Regions from separate parts of the Ovis aries genome. Here region 2 is linked to region 1. The links are chromatin contacts, called in public Hi-C maps. All regions are on one chromosome and are shown on one strand. The core of a region is the stretch at or near the end of the contact, and the rest is flanking DNA. Distances in the headings are between cores, read along the strand shown.

Evidence for each region. Hi-C and Micro-C count contacts between places; a contact is called where the count stands out from the background.
Region 2: a contact with region 1 is called in a Hi-C map of tail adipose tissue, with 6 times the contacts expected there. The contact joins two enhancer-like sites. A contact is called at or near these places in 8 of 16 Hi-C or Micro-C datasets (blood, hypothalamus, liver and 4 more).

The regions. Positions count from the first base shown.
Region 1 is chr8:57,133,496-57,140,120 of ARS-UI_Ramb_v3.0, forward strand. It overlaps ENPP3 (ectonucleotide pyrophosphatase/phosphodiesterase 3), which reads left to right. Exons shown (of 25, transcript XM_004011325.6): 15 at 565-692; 16 at 5,603-5,669. Among named protein-coding and RNA genes, the nearest start is that of ENPP3, 62 kb to the left of the region's middle. Within about 2 kb of position 3,561, at least 4 of the 54 cell types and tissues checked have an H3K27ac peak or open chromatin away from gene starts, as enhancers often do.
Region 2 is chr8:57,302,468-57,309,092 of ARS-UI_Ramb_v3.0, forward strand. No RefSeq gene overlaps it. Among named protein-coding and RNA genes, the nearest start is that of CCN2, 50 kb to the right of the region's middle. Within about 2 kb of position 2,329, at least 3 of the 54 cell types and tissues checked have an H3K27ac peak or open chromatin away from gene starts, as enhancers often do.

The DNA.
Region 1 (6,625 bases), core at 2,311-4,810:
TAATAATTCTGTGTTTAAAGTATATTTGCAAATATATATCTATTTACATGGATTCATAGGTTAACCATTGCTTAGGGTGGGGCTAGATTTATTTACATATAGGTAATATGCAATTATAGTAAAAGCAGAATAAAATGTGAGTGACTGAAGATAAAGAAACACTAGGGAAAGAATAGTTACTATAACCTGGGACACACTGCAAATTTGAAGTAGGAATGAGTGCTTAAGCAGAAAGGCCTTCATGTTAATCACTCCTTTTTTCTCTTGCGCCTAATATCCTGATCTTGAATAAGCATGAGGGGTCATTTTACCCCTGCTAGCGAGGGTTTACATGTAGTGTACCCATGCTGATGGAGGGGCAGTGTAGTGAATTTTTAATATACAGACTCTAAATCCACACGTTGTTTTCCCTTAAGTCTGTTGGTGAGTTGAGGAAGGGCAAATGCCTAATAATCCCAGAGGTGCAAAGGGATTTGATAACACAGGCTTTGGAAATCCATTACATTTGTGCAGAGTTTGCTCATTTTATAGATGTCAGGAAGCAATAATTTACCTCTTTTTCAGTGCCGAAAACCTGATCAGCATTTCAAGCCCTATTTGAGTCCTGATTTGCCAAAACGCCTACATTTTGCCAAACATGTCAGAATTGACAAAGTCAATCTTTTGGTGGATCGACAGTGGCTAGCTGTGAGGTTTGTGTGTCTAATGTTTCTTGTAATACTTTTAACAATCATCTTTCATAATAAATTTCCTTGACCTTATCCTGTTATTATGATCACATGAATCTTCCTGAGCATGACAATTTCTTGATCTTTTATATGTTATCTAGCACTTCTGTATATGAAATGACTGTTACTAAGTTGCCAGCCTTAGCATTCACAATGTAGATAAGAATGAGGAAGAAGGCTGACTATTTATCAATTGTTACAGAGATTATTGGTACCAGCACGTTCTCAGTCTCCACTCTGGTCTCCGTTAGGTGGCAGACAGGATATAAAAATGATTTTAGTTGTCTCACAGGCTGGTAATGAGTAACTGATTAGATGGCTCTATAAGATCTTTGTCATCTTTGTGGTTTCTCTGAAAGAGCATGCTTATGTCTGTAAGGCCAAGCTAACCAATTAGTTATAACTTTTTTTTTCTAGTTACAATTGTGATTCACATTGATCATTGAGCATCTGCAAAATATGTCTGTTTTCAGAAAATATAATCCATAATTCCATCCCCAAATAACAAATTAATTCATTGATTCGGCAAAATTTTATCTGTGCTTTCTCCGTGTGTACCAAACCTTGTTCTAGGTTTTTGGGATACAGAAATAATTCCTGCCCTCCTCATCAAGTGGAGAAGTCTGATAATAAGCCAGTACACAAATAAATACACCCTATCTGGTAGTTTACATTCCCTTTTACATTCCCTATCTCACAGTCCCTATTTCTTGTATTTTATTACAGTATTTTTTTTCATATGTGTAAGTGGATATAAGTGAAATCAGGTTCATATTATGTTTTCTGGCCTATCTTATTTGTATGTTACATAATACAGAGGAAAATAAAGGCACAGTAGCTGAAAGATATGTTTAATAAAGGAAGAGGCGATGAAGGAAGAGAAGAAGCTGGGCTCTAATATAAATGTGTACAGAATGAGGAACTGAAGATGCACTAGAGTATTTTCTGAGGTAACAGGAAAGCCAAGCAGAGCACCACTCGGCCAGAGAGAGTGCAGTTTAACATAGTGCCACTAGATGGCACTAGCCTTTCTTCTTGAAGTCTGAGCCCCTTCGGCTCAGTGGGCTGTCCTGTGCCTTAGGACAGCATTCTCTAAGAAAAAGATTAAAATATATGAACATGATTAAGCTTTACTTCTGTTAGATTATAAGTTTTTAGCCGTGTGGGTTTGTAATATATAAATGTGAGTTCTCCAGATATTTACTGTTAAGGATATGAGATCAAATGGTATAAGGATATGAATTAGGAGGCTAATAGTACAACATGAGAAAGTGCCCATGGGTTTGACAGCATGGACTATGGGCTCTGGAAGGAGAGTCCAGCCACAGTAATACCTCTGGGTTTCAGTCTTTATTCAGTTCAGTTCAGTTCAGTCTCTCAGTCGTGTCCGACTCTTTGCGACCCCATGAATCGCAGCACGCCAGGCCTCCCCATCCATCACTATCTCCCGGAGTTCACTCAGACTCACGTCCATCCAGTCAGTGATGCCATCCAGCCATCTCATCCTCTGTTGTCCCCTTCTCCTCCTGCCCCCAATCCCTCCCAGCATCAGAGTTTTTTCCAATGAGTCAACTCTTCTCATGAGGTGGCCAAAGTACTGGAGTTTCAGTGTTAGCATCATTCCTTCCAAAGAAATTCCAGGGCTGATCTCCTTTAGAATGGACTGGTTGGATCTCCTTGCAGTCCAAGGGACTCTCAAGAGTCTTCTCCAACACCACAGTTCAAAAGCATCAATTCTTCGGCGCTCAGCCTTCTTCACAGTCCAAGTCTCACATCCATACATGACCACAGGAAAAACCATAGCCTTGACTAGATGGACCTTAGTCGGCAAAGTAATGTCTCTGCTTTTGATAATGCTATCTAGGTTGGTCATAACTTTTCTTGCAAAAACACTGGAGTGGGTTGTCATTTCCTTCTTGAGCAGTGAGATGTAAACAGGGCAGCAGCCCCAAAGTTCAGGTTGTGAGAACTTGGGCATATTAATATTTCAAGGCTTCATTTTCTCAGCTGCAACATATCATGAACCTGGTTTTACTATTCTCTTGCTATGTGAACACAAAGTAAACTAACTTACATCAGAGGAATTGTTGACCACAGCCCCAACCAGAGCAACAGGAAAGTCTCACCTGATTAGATCTTGGGGTTATTCTATCTCCAGCTCTTAACACATGAAGCTCAGGCTACCTGTTTTCTAAGTTAAAATACATCATCTTTAGTTATAATGTTAATTATTTGATAAGTAGATTAGATTCCATTGTTGAAAATTACAGCAAATTTTATCATTTAATATAATCTATTTTCCTCCTTCTCCTCCTTGTTTTGCCCTTTTAAAAATGTGTTAGATTTTACTAGTTTGGAGGAACCCAGTTATTTGAAACTAGTTGAAGTAATGTTAAAGTTTCCTTTTAAATAACATGAATAATAGCTTTTTATTTTATGAATGGAAACTGACAAATAATAAGTAAGTCCAGGCACCTTTCTCACAGTGGAGATAGACACAGTCCCCACTGAAGATAGTCACCCAGGCAGAGAGGATGGCAACAATTCTAATCAGGTGTAGCAGCTGTTGCAGTGGGATCAAGGACAAGGCACAAGGAAACAAAAAGAGTGATTTCACACTGTGGGTGCAAATGCCAGAGAATGTCAGAGAACACTTTCTGGAGGGCCTGACTTCTGCTCTAGGTTTTAAAGACTCAGGATGGGTTAGGCTACATGCTGTGACATAGCAGGTCTGCCCAGGCAGTTGTCATTCTGAGCCATTGTACAGAGACACTCAGCCCAGAAGATGAGTGAGAGAGGAAATCTAACCCTTGCTCAGCTCAACAAGCCTTGACAGGCTGTGTTTACAGGAGGAGATGGACCTAGTTTCCTTGCTGGAAGGCACTCATCTGCTTGCCAAGCCTTGAGCACTGGCAGCTTGTAACTTCTCAGAGGTGCTTCTTTCTCTGATTGCTCAGCTCAGAGCAGTGGAGTCCTTTATTATTTTTTTTTTAAGCCAGTAGGAACTCTGGGGCAAAGGAAGGTGGAAAGATAGTGTCAGGTTTCCAGGCAGAAGGATCAGACTCCATCAGCTGAAAGTAGATCCATATTGCTATTAGCGCCTAGTGAGTAAAGCTGACCTCTGCACAAAGGGCCTTATTTGTCACGACTAAGGAATGTGACTTTGTAAAGAAAGTAGGAGAGCAGAGCACTCAGAGATAGAAGGTGGCTCAGGGTGAAAAGGTTGGGATTTGCATTTCAGAGCACTCACTCCAGCTGCCCTAAGGAAGAGGATGGTCAAGTGAGTAGCACGGAGGCCAGTTAGAAAAGTGAAAAAGTGTTAGTAGCTCTGTCGTGTCTGACTCTTTTTGACCCCATGGACTGTAGCCCACCAGGCTCCTCTGTCCATGGAATTCTCCAGGCAAGAAAACTGGAGTGGGTAGCCATTCCCTTCTCCAGAGGATCTTCCTGACCCAGAGACCCTACCAAAGTCTCTCGCATTGCAGGCAAATGCTTTACTACCTGAGCCATCACAGGTCATAACCCATTCTTTAGCATGATGACATCCCCAAGGGAACCTTGGAGCCATGGGGGGTGGTAAAACTAGTCAGTTAGCACACGACTGGGCAAATATGTATGGTGAACTCATGACTTAGATTTTCCAGAAAGTTACTGGCTCCTTTTATTCTGTCTCACATTTGTACTCATTAAAACACGTGTTTCCATTTCCAGGAGGGATATATAGTGTTAAATACATTTGAGGGTGTGTGTGTATGTGTGTGTTACATGGAAGATTCTGAAGTTCAGAGTCAGGATAACCAGTTAAGGTCAGATCCATCATAGCACAGAGCAGTGGGAGTAGAAGAGAAAAGCGAAGGAAAAGTGACCGATATGGCAGAGAAAGATAGGACTTGGTAACTAATCGGGTATCAGGAGAGGTCTTGCTCATCGCCCATCTTTGTCGTTATCCAGCTGTGGCAGAGAAATGGGGCCTTGATTTTGACTTTATTAATTAATTAAACACAGAGAAGAGAAAAGAGAATTTGCTCCAAGAGGTTTTAGATAGTACTTGGAATTTGAGCTAAATTTTGAAAGATAAAATCATTTCATCTTTTCCAAGTGCCAGCTTCCGTTTTTCCATATATAATTTCCAGAGCCAAATTAGTGTTCGGAACACTTGAACATGAGTAATTAGGAGAACAAATTTCTAAAGTTTTCATTTGGAAAACCATAGAAAATAGAGTTTTTCAAACACTATTTTTGTCTTTTGCTTCCAAATGCAGTTTTGTAATACTAATGTTTTTCTAATGGAGTTGGATTAGGAGCTGGAACTATAAAAACAAACAAAAACTAGATTTTTTTTTTTCTGAAAACAGAAAAATAAATAAAGGATCAATTTTAGAGAATTTTATCAATTACTTGGTTCAAAAGACCTTTTCTTTCTTTCGTTAATGAATACTCTAACTTGCCACACAGAATTTAAAACTGAATTCACCTCAATCAAATAGTTCCAATAATCTTAGGAAAACCAAATATCTATTCAATAAAACATTGAAATAAATAAATAAATAAAACATTTTTTTAAAACAAGTTTTACTATGACAATTTTTTAAAAAATATGTGACTTTGTTTATCTTTCCCTTAATGTTTAGGAGTCAAACATTTTTTAATTCTATTTATAGATGCTGGAATTCTCCTTCCTTCTCTCCTACCATTCTCTTTGTTCTTCTGTGGCTGTGAATTTGAGCATGAAAATAAATATATCTATGCTATTGTTGACAGAAAATTTTACTTATATAAAAGCAGAAACCACATCAAAACCTAGAAAGCTCAGTTTGCAATAAGGTCTCATATCAAAATAGACTGATCACAGTGTAATAATATTTTTTTTATAGGAATAGAGCATATTCATACTGTGGAGGAGGCAACCATGGTTATGACAATGAGTTTAAGAGCATGGAGGTAACAACTTATTGCCTTTTTTAAAGCAAATATTTATTGAGCACCTACTTTGTGGCAGACAATGTTCAGGACTCTTGAATACATTTGTGAACAACACAGATAAAGACCTCTGCCCTCGTGAAGTTTTCATTCTAACAGGTGGATATAGAGAACTGGTATAACAAAGCAATATGCTTTGCTGATTATCTTGGGAAGGTATATATGTGTATATTTGTATTCCTGTCACCTGAAAATACTTGCTTACCCATGTTTGATTCTGTTCTTCTAGTTATTTATATTCTAAAACAATTAGACCTGTTAGACATCATGTAATTAAGTTGCCTTTAATTAGAGCAGGAAATGGCAACCCACTCCCATATTCTTGCCTGGAGAATCCCATGGACAGAGGAGCCTGGCAGGCTACAATCCACGGGGTCGCAAAGAGATGGACATGACTGAGTGACTAACACACAAAATCAGCTAAACATAAATAAAAATGTTTAGGTCTCTTTATCCTAAAAGTAAATGAGAGATGTATTTGAGAAATCAGTGAGCAAATATAAGTTGTACAAAAATTCAATGCTTAGAAATTTCAACATTTTTTGTCATGTAGTAGTAATATATATGAATGATGATATGAAAGGAATATAAAAAGAATATATGATTTGTGTGCTGCTGCTAAGTCACTTCAGTTGTGCCCGACTCTGTGCAACCCCATAGACGGCAGCCCACCAGGCTCCCCCGTCCCTGGGATTCTCCAGGCAAGAACACTGGAGTGGGTTGCCATTTCCTTCTCCAATGCACGAAAGTGAAAAGTCAAAAGTGAAGTCGCTCAGTCGTGTCCGACCTACAGCCTACCAGGCTCCTCCGTCCATGGGATTTTCCAGGCAGGAGTACTGGAGTGGGGTGCCATTGCCTTCTCCTATGATTTGTGTGATGAATTTCTAATTTATATTATCCAGATATTGTAGAACTGT
Region 2 (6,625 bases), core at 1,079-3,578, 170 kb after region 1:
AGATGCTTTGCAGCTGTACTGAGAGGGACGCATACTTTGAGAGAGACACAGCAATCAGCTGCCCCCAACTGGGCTCTTACTTGACCACAGAACATGCTTGCACAGATGAAACCTGGGGGAGTGTAGAGTTACCTCTGCTTTATCACCAGGCTAAGATCTCCCCACAAGGAGGGATTTGCACTATCATGCGGTCGCGAAGAGTCAGACATGATTGAGCGACTGAACTGAACTGACTGGCACTATGCTTGGCACTATGCTGTGTGCAAAGGAGCTTGGAAGACTGCACGTTCCTGGGCTGCCCCTTGAAATCCCCACCCCTTTCCTGGAGCCCTGCTGACCTGTCTGCCTCTCGATCTTTAAAATTCCCTTACTCCCTTCCTCTGGGGAACTGTCGCTTTTGGTGCTCAAGCGCCTCTTCTCTATTCTCTGGCTTAGTATAAGTCTATCTTGCTTGCTCCAAACTGTTTCATTATTGGCAGTGCAAACCTGAGCGAGAATGAACCTCCTGACTAAGCTCAGGATGGGAATGGAAGTGAAGGGAGTTCAGTTCACGTAGGGCCCCAAGAGGGGCCCTCACATCTGATCTAGTTCTCATGTTCATCAACTCCAGTAACACGTTCTGCAGGGGGGGGGGGGGAAACAGATCAGCCTGGAAGGAAATAAGTAGGTGGTAACAACCACCCTGGAGCACCTGGAACAAATAGATTTCAGGTGACTTCCCTTTACTAAAGAAGAGAGATTTTCCTCTTTCCTAACTCTTCCTCCTATTTTTGAAATTTAGGGCAATGGAATCTAGCATTGCCTATGATGGTAGCAAACTAAGAAGTGTTAGAGATGGGTTAAGTCACCCCATCCCTCTCTGATGGAAGGTTGACAAATGACTAAACTTAATAACCAGTGCATCAATAATATTATTATAACAACAAAAGTCTTTGAGATGATATCAAATATGACGATAATTATAATAACTACCCATTACTGGATGCTTATCTTGTTCCAGACATTGCGCTAGATGGTTTATATATATTTTCTAAACAATCCTGTAATATGAAAATAACCATCTAACTGTGACTAGTGGGTTATCCCTGGCAGGGACTTGAACTCAGATCCTGGAAAAGTTCATATGTTTAAGGAGTATATCACGTTGCCTTCTTCATAAACACCTGGAAAATGTTCAAGTCATCAAGTTCTACTTCATCAGTAACTGAACTCTAAAACAGTTCTTGAAATACATTTATTAATAGTGTAAATATTAATAGTAGGACATCTCACCAATTTTTCAAAAAGCCTTTTAAAAACATAACCAAGATACATAAACCCTCTGTTGAAGAATGGGCAACAGTTTGGATTAAGGCATTTGTAAGAAAAAAATGCAAAGAGCAAATCTAAGTGCATACAAATGTTTTTCTTTGTGAATTAACATTTTTGTGCTTACCATATGGGGAAAAGATTAAAAAGATGCAAATTTCCACTGTTTCAAAGTTAATAGGCAGTGAGACCTTGAGAAGGGCATCACAAGGCAAGATACTCTGACATCTCTGACAGTGATCTGATGATTGTGTTCTGAAATCTAAAAATTGTCCATAAACACTTCAGTCTTCAGTTTGAAGAACTTTCAGTTCTTCAGATTTGTTCTAAAGAAGCCATTATCCAACTGTCAGAAGATACAAAGTAATATTCGATCTAAATGGTTGGCTATTATTAGAGAAACAGTAATGATATAGTATATTCATATAATATAATACACTCTTAAAATGTGATGCTTATCTAAATTTATTAAAGTAGAAAACTTCACTTTCAATTTCAATAGGAATTGAAAATGACAGCTTCTAAAATGGCATGTGATAATGTATCCATTTTGGTGAAAGGGAAAAGAAAATCCCTTTTCTTCCTCTTTCCCCTCTTTTTCCTTCTCTCTATTGTTCCCACAGGAAGTAAACACCTTAAAACATTAACAGTAATTATATCTGAGTGGCGGCATTTGGAATGATCTTCACTTTCTTATTCTTCTATAATGCATTAATTTCATAATCTGAAAAGAAACAGTAAAATTCAGTTAGGCAAAAGATATTTTAAAAATTCATAAAGTACCTGAAGTGTCTTTCCCCATATCTATATAGGTGGTAAAAAGTCCAAAGAGCAGAAAGTACCCAATACCGAGGGATATTGACTAGATACAGATTAACAGTTTATATATGCCATTCACTCATTACCCTGCTGGTTGCCATGGGAATGCTAACATAATTCCAAAAGGCACATTCTGACTTGAATTCTGCCATACTGCACAAGACATTTGTCTTTGATCAACTTCCTTTCCATTTTCTGCATGCACACACACCTGAGCCAACTTCCTTCTAATGTATCAGAGAGGAAGTGTGGCTCTTTTCTTCCCCAGACCTGACTCCTCACTGCCTGGAGGACTTTGTTTTCTTAATGATTAACCCTTCTTTCTCACACACATCTCTGATTCCTACCTCTGAATGATCCCATGTCTCTGCTTTGACTATGTGTGTGTCCTTCTATTTGACTAAAGTATTAACCCTGCTGGGTTTGCCCCCTCTGACACCCTCACAATCTTCTCTCACTATGGGAGAGAACAAAAAAGTAACTGGTTTTTATTTCCTGACCTTATTTCTTCACCAATCTCTCTCCTTTGTTTGAAACTCCGGTTTCAGATCACCTCCCCAAACTTCCCTACTTCTTATAACCTCTCTTAAAAATGTAATAATTCCTGGGACTCACTGGTGGTCCAATGCAGGGGGTGTGGGTTCAGTCCCTGGTGGGGGAGTTAAGATGCCTCCTATGTCATGGCCAAAAAACCAAAACATGAAACAGAAGCAATATTGTAACAAATTCAATAAAGAATTTTAAAATAGTCCATATCGAAAAAATTTTAAATAAATTTTCCTAATTGATAGATTTTATTTTAATTTTGGAAATTTAAAAATATATTGTAAAATATAAAGAGGAAAATAGCACTCATCGATGCAGGCTCCCAGTGATAACATTCTTTCTAGTTTATTAACTTCTTGATCGTTGCGTTAATCCTTTTGTTTTGTATTTTCAAACATTATGAGTATTTCCAGCATCTTTATATGATCCTGATTCCATTTTTTTCAGCAATATTTTTCTTCTTTATTTGTAATTTATTTTTTCTATATTATTACTGCTTTGAACCTGTTATCCCCTGTTTTAAAAATCCTTCTATTGTTCTACCATGTCTTCCTTAAGTTTATTTTATTTTCTGGATTCATATTTCTATTAGCCTGTCCTGTAATGTGAAACATTTCTTCCCACTCTTTTGACCTATGTGTTTTTCTTCTAGATGAAATAGATGAAACGAACCCTCCCTTCCTCCCTTTCTACAGTCCTTCCTTCCTACCCCTAACCACCCCTCCCCCACATTCATCCTTCCTCCTTTTTCATCCTGCAGTAATTTGCTGAGTTTAGTGCCATTTCTTTTTATATTACTCATTGTATATTATTCTGAGATGAAGCAGTCATCTAGTTGCATCTGAGAATTGTTTGTGTTTTCCTTTAAACTACTGTGTCAGGGAGGAATAATTTTGTATCCTATTCAATTGTCTGAAGCTCAAGGGCAGGGTAGGGATGGAATGAGGTTGTCTTAGACTTTCTATGATATTTGGGATCTTTCCTTCTTCAGAGATTGGGTCTCAGAGAACTGTACACTTAATCTTTGGTTAAAAAATCCTATGTTGGATAATTTTGGACTTTGACTTATTTCTCCAATTTAGTGCAGACCAGGGAGATTTCATATATCTGTCAACTGAATTTTCTTTCTCTGTTTCACTGGTTTTCCTCCTATTGTGTCCTTATTTAACCATTGGAGTAGATTGTTGGTTTTTGCCACTCTGGTTACCTCTTTTCAATATGACTTTGCTGCTCAATCCTAGACTTGTGACTTATTTTGACCAACCAAATGTGGCAGAAGTGACTTTTTTCCACTAATGAGGTTGTCCACTGATGTGGTCACCATGCGGCTTAAGGTTTCAGCTCTGAAAATGCTCCTGCCACCGTGTAAGGAGGTCGATGCTTAACTATTGAGTGATGAAAGACTACGTAGGAGAGAGGCTCAACTCACAGCCTTGTTCTAAGGGCTCAAACAAGAATGTGAGGCCATCTGGTGGTCTAACTCCAGTGGAGCTGCCAGATAACTGCAGCTGTATGAACAGCCCCAAAGGAGACTATCCAAAAAAAAAAAAAAGAAAAAAAAACAAAACCAACAACAAACACAAACAAACATCCAGCTGAGCACACCCAAGGAGTAATGAGAAATATTAAATCATTATTTTAAGCTACTATGTCTTAGGTTTTTATGCAAAAATGTATCATTGGAAAACTCAGCAGTGGCCACCTGACTGGAAAACGTGTTTTCATTCAATACCAAAGAAGGGCAATCAAGAATGTTAAAACTATGGTACAATTGCACTCATTTCACATGCTAGCAAGGTTATGCTCAAAATCCTTCAAGCTAGGATTCAGCACTATGTGAACCAAGAACTTTCAGATGTTCAAGCTGGATTTCAAAGCAGAAGAACCAGATATTAAGTTGCCAACATTCGTTGGATCTTGGAGAAAGAAAGGGAATTCCAGAAAAACATCTACTTGGGCTTCATTGACTATGCTAAAGCCTTCGTGTGGATCACAGCCATCTGTGGAAATTCTTAAAAAGATGGGAATACCAGACCACCTCACCTGTCTCCAGAGAAAGCTGTATGTGGTTCAAGAAGCAACAGTTAGAACCAGACATAGAACAATTGACTGGTTCAAAATTGGGCAAGGAGACCGACAAGGCTGTATATTGTCTCCCTATTTATTTAACTTATATGCAGTGTGTGAAAATTGCTCAGTAGTATCCAGCTCTTTGCGACCCCATGGACTATACAGTCCATGGAATTCTCTAGGCCAGAATACTGGAGTGGGTAGCCTTTCCCTTCTTCAGGAGATCTTCCCAACTCAGGGATCGAATCCTGATCTCCTGCATTTTAGGTGGATTCTTTACCAACTGAGCCACAAGGGAAGCCCAGGAATACTGGAGTGGGTAGCCTATCCCTTCTTCAGGGGATCCTCCCAACTCACGAATCGAACTAGGGTCTTCTGCATTGCAGGCAGATTCTTTACCAACTGAGTTATCAGGGAAGCATGTTGTGAAATGCCAGGCTGAATGAATCACAGCTGGAATAAACACTGCTGGGAGAAATAGAAATAATCTCAGATAGGTAGACGATAATACCACTCTAATGACAAAAAGTGAAGAAGAACTAAAGAGTCTCTTGATGACGGTGAAAGACGAAAGTGAGAAAGCTGACTTAAAACTCAACATTCAAAAACTAAGATCCTGGCATCCAGTCCCATCACTTAACGGCAAATAGAAGGGGGGAAAGTGGAAGCAGTGACAGATTTTATATTCTTGGGTTTCGAAATCACTGCAGATAGTAACTGCAGCCAAGAAATTAAAAGACGCTTGCTCCTTGGAAGGAAAGCTATGACAAACCTAGATAGTATAAAATGGAACCTAGAAAACTGCAGCCCCTGCAATTTAGATTCCAACACTAAACTGAAGAGCAGTTCGCCCCCTGCTGGCCATATTAGAACTGTTCAGTTCGGTTCAGTCTCGCAGTCGTGTCTGACTCTCTGCGACCCCATGGTCTGCAGCACATCAGGTTTCCCTGTCTTTCACCATCTTCCAGAGTTTGCTCAAACTCATGTCCATTGAGCAGATGATTTCATCCAAACATCTCATCCTCTGCTGTCCACGTCTCCCTTCTTCTCTCTTCAATCTTTCCCAGCATCAGGGTCTTTTCAAATGAGTCAGTTCTTGGCATCAGGTGGCCAAATATTGGAGTTTCACCTTTAGCATCAGTCCTTCCAATGAATATTCAGGACTGATTCCTTTAGAATTGACTGGTTGGATCTCCTTGCAGTCCAACGGACTCTCAGGAGCCTTCTCCAACACCACAGTTCACAAGCATCCATTCTTTGGCTCTCAGCTTGCTTTATAGTCCAACTCTCACCAGGACTACTGGAAAAACCATAGCTTTGACTAGACGGACCTTTGTTGGCAAAGTAGTGTCATGGAATAAGCTGCACATGCTATAAGCTGGTCATGGAATAAACCCATCGCATGTAAGTTTTGTTGTTCAGTTGGTCTGACTCTTTTGTGACCCTATGGACTGTAGCCCACCAGGCTACTCTGTTCATGAGATTTCCCAGCAAGAATACTGGAGTGAATTGCCATTTCCTCTTCCAGGGAATCTTCCCCACCCAGGGATTGAATTTATTTCTCCTGAACTGCAGGCGGATTCTTTACTGCTGAGCCACCAGGAAAGCTCCATGTAAGATTAAGTGCTTTTATTTACCAAAATATTTTCTACGGAGACACTAAACTCCTAGAGCCATTATCTATAATTATTCACTTATCATTTTTCCATTTCTTAAAGTGAATGTACAGTTCATTTGGGTATAGCTCACTCATCCTCCAACTTTTATTTAACCCTAACAGGTGCCAGGAGCTGTGCTAAACGGTTTTCAAAGATGACATTGGTGCGGATCTAAGTTTGGCATCTAACAGAGTAACATATGGGGAAGGCAATGGCACCCACTC